Regions from separate parts of the Mus musculus genome. Here regions 1 and 3 are each linked to region 2. Evidence: chromatin contacts called from public HiChIP or PLAC-seq and promoter capture Hi-C data. All regions are on one chromosome and are shown on one strand. The core of a region is the stretch at or near the end of the contact, and the rest is flanking DNA. Distances in the headings are between cores, read along the strand shown. Region 1 holds the start of Mia3 (melanoma inhibitory activity 3). Region 2 overlaps Gm39724 (a long non-coding RNA gene). Region 3 overlaps Gm39725 (a long non-coding RNA gene).

Evidence for each region. Promoter capture Hi-C pulls out the DNA fragments that hold promoters and counts their contacts. HiChIP or PLAC-seq counts read pairs in DNA pulled down with a chosen protein or histone mark.
Region 1: a contact with region 2 is called in a FOXA1 HiChIP or PLAC-seq map of pancreatic cancer cells. The contact joins the promoter of Mia3 here to the enhancer-like site in region 2. A contact is called at or near these places in 1 of 39 promoter capture datasets (the C10 cell line), 6 of 484 Hi-C or Micro-C datasets (Th1 cells, adipose-derived mesenchymal stem cells, embryonic stem cells and 3 more) and 3 of 115 datasets of contacts at active chromatin or transcription factors (astrocytes, bone marrow-derived macrophages and pancreatic cancer cells).
Region 3: a contact with region 2 is called in a promoter capture Hi-C map of trophoblast stem cells, with 4 times the contacts expected there. The contact joins two enhancer-like sites. A contact is called at or near these places in 13 of 39 promoter capture datasets (the 3T3-L1 cell line, HPC-7-derived erythroid cells, the SN4741 cell line and 9 more), 2 of 15 datasets of contacts at CTCF or cohesin (the NIH/3T3 cell line and large pre-B cells), 8 of 484 Hi-C or Micro-C datasets (the C2C12 cell line, the N1E-115 cell line, cerebral cortex and 4 more) and 15 of 115 datasets of contacts at active chromatin or transcription factors (the NIH/3T3 cell line, the SCID.adh cell line, VIP interneurons and 11 more).

The regions. Positions count from the first base shown.
Region 1 is chr1:183,367,584-183,371,161 of GRCm38.p6, reverse strand. It overlaps Mia3 (melanoma inhibitory activity 3), which reads left to right and starts at 1,597. Exons shown (of 26, transcript NM_177389.3): 1 at 1,597-1,765. The coding sequence starts at 1,633. It also overlaps the pseudogene Gm37339.
Region 2 is chr1:183,657,496-183,661,180 of GRCm38.p6, reverse strand. All of the region lies in intron 2 of Gm39724 (a long non-coding RNA gene), which reads right to left. Among named protein-coding and RNA genes, the nearest start is that of Gm39724, 28 kb to the right of the region's middle. Within about 2 kb of position 2,375, at least 8 of the 459 cell types and tissues checked have an H3K27ac peak or open chromatin away from gene starts, as enhancers often do. A contact at or near this core is called in pancreatic cancer cells and trophoblast stem cells, where this site is marked.
Region 3 is chr1:184,017,677-184,020,975 of GRCm38.p6, reverse strand. The region is part of intron 2 of Gm39725 (a long non-coding RNA gene); the gene reads right to left. Among named protein-coding and RNA genes, the nearest start is that of Gm39725, 6.0 kb to the right of the region's middle. Within about 2 kb of position 1,750, at least 32 of the 459 cell types and tissues checked have an H3K27ac peak or open chromatin away from gene starts, as enhancers often do. A contact at or near this core is called in trophoblast stem cells, where this site is marked.

The DNA of each region.
Region 1 (3,578 bases), core at 348-2,847, 290 kb after region 2:
TGAGACGCCTTGTCAGCACTGTCACTTCCAGAGGCTGCACCTCCTTCTCCTCCTTTCTCAGAACCACTTTCCCTCTTTGGCAGCATCTTTTAAGCTTGCTGTTGAACTCTCCAGAATAAATACATTTTAAAAGCAAGCAAAACCTATTATGAGCCAAACAGCGTACTATTCTTCAGTAATAGGAACATTGGCCCTGTATGTAAAAGTATATTTAAATCAATATCTCATGCTATTTTATCCGTCTTTTTCTACCAATGGAATGTTATTTAATTCTATTCTGTAGACATAAGAAGACGTTTAAATTACTTTGGTGTGCTTTCATACCCCGGTGGCACCCAGAACAACAGGAAACAGTGGGGTGAGAATGTAGTCGCTCTGACAGATATGTCCCCATCTAACAATAAACGTATCTGCAGATTTGGTGTTGAGGATGCTGCTGTGGGGAGAGCACTAGAGGTCTGAAAGAACTCCATGGAGTCTGTGTGTGTGTGTGTGTGTGTGTGTGTGTGTGTGTTTACATCGGGACTGTGGTTCATGCAGCAGATTGTTGTTGAGCACATCACAAGACCCGGGTACCTCCCTAGGCAATGAAGAACAAGCGGAAACAAAACAAGTTAGAGTGGGGATGTAGCTCAGCACTGTCGGTGAGCACGCCCAGACTCCAGCACCACATAAACAATAGCTCCTATAGAGTTATTTGAGGGGTGGGAGGAGTGGGCTGCTCTATTTGAGTGAACCTAACAGAAGAGGGGAAGAAAGCCAGGAAACAGGATAAAGGGACAGAGAGACAGGGCAGTCTGTGGTAAAGCCATTGCATGTTACTTGGAAATACGGAGTTATAAGGAAGCTTAAGGAGAACATTGAGACAGTAGCTATTGGCAACATGAGGGCATTCGGGTGTGCCACGGAGTGGGTCTGGCCTACAGTTCTGTCAAAGGAGATGGAAGCTGAACACGTTGGTGCTAGACTAAATGACTTTATGTTCTTATGTCCTTTATGGACAGCGACAGGAATCTGAAGATCGTGGGCAGAGGATCACTGTCCACCACCCCTCTCCTTAAAGGATGACACTTTCTAATTTACTGTCTCACCCACTACTCCACTGAACTAAAAGAGAGCCATGGAGGTCCCAAAGAACCCCATGGAGTTTGAAGTGTGTGTGTTAGGGTCGGGGGTTGTGCATGGATCAGTTACACACTGTGTCCAGTCCTGTGTGGGACTTGGCGGTTCAGAACTAAAAGCGGTAGTTGGAAGAAGTGATGGAGAGAGATGGCTGTTTAGCATGGACCAGAAATCCGAAGCTGTAGGAGGAAGACGAAAAACCTGTTGGGATGGCGCTGAGATGCGGAGTGACGAACCTGGTGACGCGGAGGGTCGTCTGTGAAGGCGCCCGAGTCGAGGCTTGCGATTGGGCGAGGGGAAGGTGCCTCTGACGGTCGTCAAGGTAGCAGTTCGGGAGGGACGCCAAGGCCTCCTCCAAGTCACCGCGCATCCCTTGCTGAGCCCTTGCTGACGTGTCACTCGCAGCAGCCCGCCTCTTGGGCGCCTCCCCCGGCACCGCCCGCTCCTGCCCCGCCCCCGACACCGCCCGCCGGCGGCCTCCGCGTCACCCGGGCCCGCGGTGGCCACAACATGGCTGCGGCGCCGGGGCTGCTCTTCTGGCTGTTCGTGCTGGGGGCGCTCTGGTGGGTCCCGGGCCAGTCGGATCTCAGCCACGGACGGCGTTTCTCGGACCTCAAAGTGTGCGGGGACGAAGAGTGCAGCAGTGAGTCCGGGGTGGCGGGGCGGGCGGCCGGTTCCCGGGTGGCTGCGGTGGCTGCGCGGGTCGGAGTCCCACAGCCGGCACCTGGCCTAGGGGGTCGCAGGCCCGCGGAGCCCGCGCTGGTACGCTTTACTCGGCTATCGCCCGGCTAGCCCTGCCATAGAGGCCGTGCCTACCACTTGTTGCCGGATTTGCTCTCTGCTCCTCTGACCCTGCCGGGGGGCGCCGCAGACCCAGCCGGGTTTCCAGGGTGCTGCTCTCTGCTTCCTTATCCCCGCACTCCCCTTGGGCTCCCAGGGTGATGGGGTGGCTCGCCCCCGCATCCTGGGCGCCCCATGCTGCAGCCAAGAGCGTTTTAACGCCGGCCGCGGGGACCTGGGTCCACTCAAGACCGAGATCCACGCGCTTAGAGATCTGGGGCGCAATCCTAGCGGCCGATTGACGGCGGGGTTCCTCCAGAAGGCACCTCGGCGCTGCCCTCTTGGCTGCATTGGGACCAGCTCACATCATCTTTGGAACCAGAGGAACTGGAGTTTAGGTTTGGGATGAATCCCGAGGCCAAGCAAGCAGTGCATTCTGTGGTCTCCCCGGTTTTCTCCTTCAGTCCCGTCGCTCTTTTGCATAGAAGCCTTTTGCCAGCTCCCAAGCAGGGCTGCGGGAAGGTCAAAATCTTTCGTTCTTTAACCAGCCAAGTTACTGCACCTGTCACTACCTGAGAACCGCAGCCGCCTTCTCTGTGCGCAGTCGCGCCCTAGTCCTAGGTTGGAGGTGCCAGGGTTGGAGGTGGGCCATGGGGAAGGTTAGGATTAGAAGAGGGCTACTACTGTAACGGTGATAATAAATACTCCAAGGGTCTCAGGAACCCGTCCAGCCCTTTCCTTAGTTCCCTATGTTGCTGGGACTTACTCCTACCCAGAATAATACTGTTTTTAGGTTGGTTTCCAGAAACTGTAACTCACTGACGATGTCCTTCACAAATCACAGCAGTCCATTCAGAAAAGTATTCATTCTAAAAGACTAAGAAGAGTGCAGGTTAGCCATTTGTATTTCAATTGGTGTTATGAAAAAAAAAAGGAAAAAGCAAAATGCATAACTTGAATGGTTTACTCCAATACCATTAAAGAAAAAAAAGGGGCGCCTGTAATTTATGTCGCTGAGATTCTAGGTCCTAGCTGTAACCCAGGGCCACTGTAAATAAACAGCGAAGGTAAAGCAACCACGAAGGTAAAGGCACCACGGCGACTTCTCCCTTTCATGCCCTACTACCATTTGGTGCCCTACTACCATTTGGTCATTGACTGCTGTCAAGCGTCTTCTGTTCTTTGCTGTCAGGCACTGTCCTACCTGAGTTCCTCAAAGCGTGGGAGGTCCGTATCACTGATGCTGCCTCAGAACTGGGGCTCAGGGTTGGAAGAGTTCCGGGTTATAGTGTAACTTGAGGAGTGGCCCAGGCCCAAACAAATGTAGCCAAACACAAGAGGCAATGATAGAAGAAGCAGGGCCCAGGTGTGTGTCGCTGAGAGGAAGTGCTTGTGATGGAGGTGTCAGGTGTCAGGAGAGGTGTCACTCGGTGTGCATGTCACTCATAAATGATAAGTGGTACATACTGACATTGATACGTTACTGTACCTTCTCAAGAATCTGAGGAGGGGACCAGAAACAGTGCTGTTTCCAATCTGAGTAGAATCCCCAGTCCTAAGTTCCTTTAGTCTGGCTTCTTGCTCAGTCTCAGCTGAGTTAGGATGCTGGCATATCTGAAAATCATCTTATTTTAGCTTTAAAGACCAAGTTAGCCCTTCTTTTTTGTTTCTGTTTC
Region 2 (3,685 bases), core at 1,126-3,625:
TGCACCCTCAGGGCCTGTGTGCAGACTTGGCAGCTGGTAGGAAGGTGGGATGTGGGAAGCAGGTGTGATTATTAGTGATGCGTGGATTGGTGGGTAATGTGTGGATACAGAGGATGGAGATGAAGAAAAGCACCCTTGGAAACCAGGCAAGTATGTCACTTGTGCTACCTCACACAAGACTAGTTGATGCCTTCTTTCCAACTATTCAAATACAACGGTTTTGATATAAGACACAAGGCTCCTGAGTAAGCAAAGAAACAGACAAACAGCAAACAGTAACAAGATGCTTCCCAACTTCTTTAGAGCAATGATTCCTTCCTGGCAGCAGAGAGAAGCCCTGAGGGAGCACAGAGGGAACTTTTAAACCATCCACAGACTGATACAATCTGGGCTTTCCAATGACACCCCAACAAGATCAGCATCCACTGACATAAACCAGTCAGATAACTCTGCTGCTGCCAAATCCTCAGAAGGGCAATGTCGTTGGCATAAAGGGAGATATGCTTGGCCTCAGATCAAGTATGGGAGCCATAAAATCAAAGTCACAAGTCAGGAAGGACTTACCTTCCGTCTCATAAACTGAACAAGCAAAGAGGGAAGAATTAATATTTCCTAAGCTTGCCATGTCTGGTGAGTGAAGGGGCATGCTATTTGGCTTGGGAGAATGCAGGAATAGAGCCATAGCTATGATACAAATGTCGACAAGAATCCATTCGTTTATGATTTCACTTATTCATAAGTCAGCCAGGGGTTATCAAATAGCTGAATACATGTCAAGGCTAAAACTCAGGAACAGGAGCTATAAGTAGATAGATGGATAGATAGATAGATAGATAGATAGATAGATAGATAGATAGATAGATAGATGAGATAAGAGAGAGATAGTGCATACATAGATACATAGATTATGGATAGACAGATAATAAATAGATGGATAGAGGATGGATACATAAATACATGGATGGATAGATAGGTGGTAGATAGATAGATAGATAGATAGATAGATAGATAGATAGATAGATGGTGTATACATAGATAGATTATGGATAGAGAGAGAGATAGAAAGAAAGAGATAGAGAGATATAGAGAGAGATAGGTAGATAGATGACAGATAGATAGATAGATAGATAGATAGATAGATAATAGATGGATAGAGGATGGATACATAGATACATAAATACATAGATGGATAGATAGATGATAGATTATGGGTAGATTATTTATAGATAGATAGATAGATAGATAGATAGATAGATAGATAATAGATGGATAGAGGATGGATACATAGATACATAAATACATAGATGGATAGATAGATGATAGATTATGGGTAGATTATTTATAGATAGATAGATAGATAGATAGATAGATAGATAGATAGATAGATAGATAGATAGATTATGGATAGATAGAGGATGGATACATAGATACATAAATACATAGATGGATAGATGATAGATTATGGATAGATAGATAGATAGATAGATAGATAGATAGATAGATAGAGGATGGATACATAAATACATAGATGGATAGATAAATGATAGATTATGGATAGATAGATAGATAGATAGATAGATAGATAGATAGATAGATAGATAGATAGAGGCAGAGCAAGCACAGTCCCTAGCAGAAGGAAATCAATCTAGTTGAGGTGTAAGATGAACAGACAAATACAATGTGATGAGTTCATGTCTGACCCTGAGTCAGGCACGGGGCACTGAGGAATCCCCAGCTATTTGGGGACAATGCCACCACCTTCTGAGAAAGCCTGCTCTGATCTGAGCTTACCTCCTGCAGCAGCCTGGCCACTCAGTGAGAAGGGCAAGGATTCCCAGGAGGGAGCCTGTCTTAAGCCCACTCAGGGTCACACTTGTGGCCCTCAGTGGCCTGTCACTCTCACATGGCAGTGGTCCATCCCTCTCACGTGGCACTCTAGGTTCTACAGAAGCTTCTGTCGTGCCCTCTCCTCACTTCAAACAAATTAACTTACAGAAAAGTAAACGTATTTGTCTGCAAAGAAAATCCAGATGCTGCTCCCAACGGTCAAAGTTCCAAGGTCAGATCAAATAAGCAAGTCTGAACTTCAGAGAGACACAGCTCAGTGCAAGGACGGCTCATCCACTATCGCCAAGGCCCTGAGGAGCTCTCTGTACCCCTGACCCTTCCTAGCCTCCTATAGATATCCATGACAGAAATACATTTCCCTGAGGCCAGCCTTCAATGGATCTATTTCCTGTTGATAGTAGAACAATAAACCCTTCAAACACTAGGTGTCAGGGACACTCTTGTTTCTGATCTGTAGACCCAGGCTCTGCCTGGGTAACTAGCATTCCTAGTAGTGTTCAGGTGACACGGATATGGTTAGCACTGATGTCACTGTAGGACACAGGTCCCTTTTACACATTCTAGCTCTTGTCATAGACAATTAACAATGCAGAGAGGAAGTGACTCACTAGACAATTCACTGGAGTGGAAGTTTCGGTCAATAACTGGCCAGGTCAACCCTGACTCTATACCAGGAACGCGCAGTAAGCATCTACCTCTCTGAGACAGAACATGGGATGATTGGACACCACCCAGAAAGTCCAGCTAAAATTGATCAAAGACACTACTTGGGCCAACGGCATGTTCATTTTCCTATGAGTAGCAAAGTGTGGGGAAGGCATCTGTTGGCCTCTTCTTTGCAGACCTTGACTGCCTTGAACAACAGGATTATCATTCCTCAGCTGGCCAGACTACCTTTCTGCCAGCCCGCGCCATCTTGAACACTCTCCACATTAAGTCGAGAACACATGAGCCTAGCCTACTGTGTGATTCTCGAAGGCACAGCCTCAGCAGGGACTATTTGAAATAGTTTATTCCTGGCCTTTGATATCATGACCACCTATGAACTCTAGCCTACCCTGAGCAGAGAGGGGAACGCCTCCTCCGACAGTCTAGCTGATGAACTGCTATGACAGGGCTAAGAAAGAAGGCTGGGATGGATCTAAAACGCAAACCTCAGTGACTGTCACTGATGTTCAGAAGCCAGGCTGTGATCAACTCAAACAAACATCTGTGATAGGTAAAAACCAGCTGTGACTGGTCCAGAGTGGCTGTAATCAGTTCAAAACTCTTTCCTGGGCTATATAAGCAGATTGCTAATGCCCGGTTGGTTATTTCGCTAGGAGACACTCACTGCTGCTGCCTGCCTTGGTGTTAAAGCTTTAGCCTAATGAATCTCTAGGATGCTTTTCTCTTGCTTACTTCCAGTAGCGTGGGCTGAGCTGGTAACAAGAAGAAAGATGGCTGAGTATGGTGGCAACATCAGAAGAGAAGTGACCCAGAAAGCCAGGGAGCTGGCATGGCAGCCGTGAAAGCAACATGGCAGCCAGCTGCATCTCAGCTGAAGACACAGCAGGTTCCCAGCTCCCAAGGGGCCTGCCTGATCAGGTGCCCCAGTCAGTCCTGGTAGAGTTTGTTACTCCCAAGTTACTCCAGTCTAACTGGGTTATGGAAGGAGCCAAGTGGTCGGCCAAACAGCCCAGGAGCAATCACGGCAGGAAGTAGACATCAGAAATAGACATGAAGTCACAATGTGCCCTAGCTGCAAACACAGCAAGGCCAGCTTAGCTGACCGACGGCTAAAGAAGAGGCAGTTGAGCCATTGAAGTAAGGCAGGGTAGGATAAAGGTTGGCAGAA
Region 3 (3,299 bases), core at 501-3,000, 360 kb before region 2:
TTAAATAATAAAGTGGAGGAATGATTTAAAGAGATACCTGTCACCAGCCTTTGGTCTCCATGAATGTGTCCACATACACATAAGCACAGACACCCAAACAGGAAGAGGGAGGCACTGATGTCCTTGGTAAAGGGCTGCTAAGAAGCGCGTGTACAAGGGGTGGGAGTCTGCAGAGAGCAGCTAGAGAGTGGCAGGGAAGTAGCTACATGAAGAGGAAAAGCAGCAAGGACTCTTATTCAACAAACTCTGGTGAGAGAGAGAGATCACTAAAGGGCTCCTCTGAGGCACAGGAGTCCTGGCAGGACCTTTATTCTGTCTTCTTTCAGACAGAGGACTTCAGTCTGCTGAAGGATGGGATGAGGAGTGTGTTGTTGAGAGATTCAAGAGAATCGAGGAGGAGGTGATTATCAGTACCAAGTACTACACGGAAGCAAGAGACAAGAGAGTGGGTGGAGCCAGGCGTGGTGGTGCACGCCTTTAATCCCAGCACTCAGGAGGCAGAGGCAGGCGGATTTCTGAGTTCGAGGCCAGCCTGGTGTACAAAGTGAGTTCAAGGACAGCCAGGGCTAAAAAGAGAAACCCTGTCTCGAAAAACCAAAAAAAAGAGAGAGAGAGAGAGTGGGTGGATCGGACCCGGGGGCGGGGGGGGGCGGTTAGCCTTTCAAAGGGAGGGACAGTGTTTAGTGAGAAGGTGGGGAAATGTCAAATGTTAAGGGGAAAATGGCAGTTAAAATATAAAGAAGCCAAGATCATCTGGATAGCGGCAGGTAGAGGCCCCATACTGACGGCTCTCTTGTCTCCCAGCCTGGACCCAGGCTTCCTCGGGTGAGACCACAGAGGAGGAACTTGTGTCTGAATACTTGGTTCTCACTGTATGGCTCACCTGTGAAACATGCCGCGATGGAGCCTGTCACAAAACTGTCATCCTCCCCCAAGCACCTTCATGTCACAGAGATAAGTGAAGGAAGGAATGCAATCCCTCTCAGACTCAGAGCATTACCCCACCCTCCAGCCGGGGGCTCTGTATGCGCTACCATAGTGTGCTCTTGGGGGGACTCCTATCCACACATTCAACTACTGTCACATGCACTACAATACTCAGGAGATATGACGTCAATGCCAGTCCAGCCTCAGACTTGCCTGCCTTCCTCGATCCTCTGTGGGTGGCTTTGCTGTCCCTTTCCACCAGGGCACCAGGGCAGGAATACAGAGAGAGAGTCTGCCCTCTTCTCCTTGACCTCACCTGAACACTCAGCCAGGCTCCTGACCTCTTGTATTTAGCTCCTGGGACTGTGAACTTTTTTTTTTTTTCATCCACAACGTCATCAGTTCAGTCTGGCCACTGTAGGGTCTGCCACAGACACACCCTCTTAACACTTCTGCCCCAGAGGGCTGTATACACAAATCTCAGCACTCTATTTCCGCCCCCTCCCCCACCCCAGGCTCCCTTAGGGGGCTCCCACCACTAAATCTCAAACCCTGGAGCAAATAGCCAGAGGTGCCTATTTAACATATCAAAGCAAAGCAGACCAGGCCACCAGGTTCTCCCAGCATCTCTCTGTCCCTATCTGTTACAGGGTAAGGCTGGTATACCCTGCCCCCACACTAAACTTCTCCAGCCCAGGGTCTGGGCTGCCCTTCCCCCAGCTACCCTTCCTTATATAATCCAGCTATTTAGCTAAGACTGACCCTCTTTTGGTCAGTCTCCAGGCCCAGGGTGTGGCTCTTGGTCAGTATCTCCTCTCTCCCTACCTCCTTGCCTTCTCTGCTCATAGCTCAGGGTCATGTTTACGCTGAAGTCTCCCAGACGTGTCTGCCTCTGCTTATGCTCTCCTTTTTATACTTCTCCGCCTTGCCATTCCTTTTTCTTTCTTTCTTTCATTTTTCGTTCACTTAATACTCTACATAAATATCTGGAGCAACTCATAAGCCCCTGCCTATCATCTATAAAGCCACTGGCCCTTTCTTTAATCTCTGAGTTTTCAGGGTGTTGCTCCTTTCACAGGTGATTGCCAGTGTTGTGAGTCACCTTGATTCCTTACTCCTTGGACTAAACACTGTGAGGCTGGAGGGATGGCTCAGCAGTTATTTTTGCCATTCTTACAGAAGACCAGGTTCAGTTCCCAGCACCACCCCAGTAGCTTACAGCCCACCTGTAAGGGGATCTGAGCCCCCTGTTCTGGCCTCTGAGGGCAAGAGGCATACATGCACACCTACATACATGCAGAAACTCACTTATTCACAAACAATAAAAATAAATCAGTCTTTTAAAAATTTAGGATAGTTATAACCCTAACCCAGCACAATGGTTTGAAAGTAGACAGCCATTATTTTTGTTGGCTGAATAAACAACATTAAGGCAGAAAGAGTGAGTCTGTCTGATGTCATGCCTGACTATAGTCAAGGTAGTCTTAGTTAGGGTCTCACTGCTGTGAAGAGACACCATGACCAAGGCAACTCTTATAAAGGGAAACATTTAACTGGGGCTGGCTTACAGGTTAAGAGGTTTAGTCCATTATCATCAATGTGGGAGTATGGTAGCATCTAAGCAGGTGTGGCTCAGGAGGAGTTGAGAGTTCGGTTTTCTTCTGAAAGCAGACAGAAGACTGGCTCCCATGTGGCTATGAGGAAGGCCTCCAAGCCCACCTCCAGAGTGACACACTTCCTCCAACAAGGCCACCCCCCCGCCCCCAAGAGTGCCACCCTAGGCCAAACATATTCAAACCACCAGGGTGGTCTTACATCCTAAGTTCTGTGCTGTAATGTATAGACAGAGGTATACTTCAGGAATATAGGGGGAGATTGTGGAGCCAGGAAGATGATAGACAGGCCATACTGTCAAGGACTCACCTTTCTTTAACCAGATTTTGTGTGTTCTCCAATCCTCTCCTAGAGTACATTGAAAACAATAGTGGCTGAGAACATCTTTCAAAATAAGAGTCCTACCCATTCTCCATAGACTCTTGTCAGCTCCTTGTAAAGTTTCCCTGGTTTCTCTCTCTTCCAGCTTTACCATTAGCACCCCTCATGCCTGCCAAACCATTGCCATTTTGATGTCTGCCCTTGACTTAGACCTGATTTATTTACTATCTCATTGTTGTCTCTGAGTTCACTAAGATATAATTTACAGAGTCTAGCCACAGCAGATGAGTTGGCCCATCTAATACTTCACCTGCTGCGGGACAGAGAGAAGGGAGCAGGTGGGCAAAGTGGCACAACCATTATGAGCCAAAAAATAGATTATGGCTGGAAACTCCCATCTTGATTTGGCCCAGGGGCCACGGGTATATTTGGCTGGC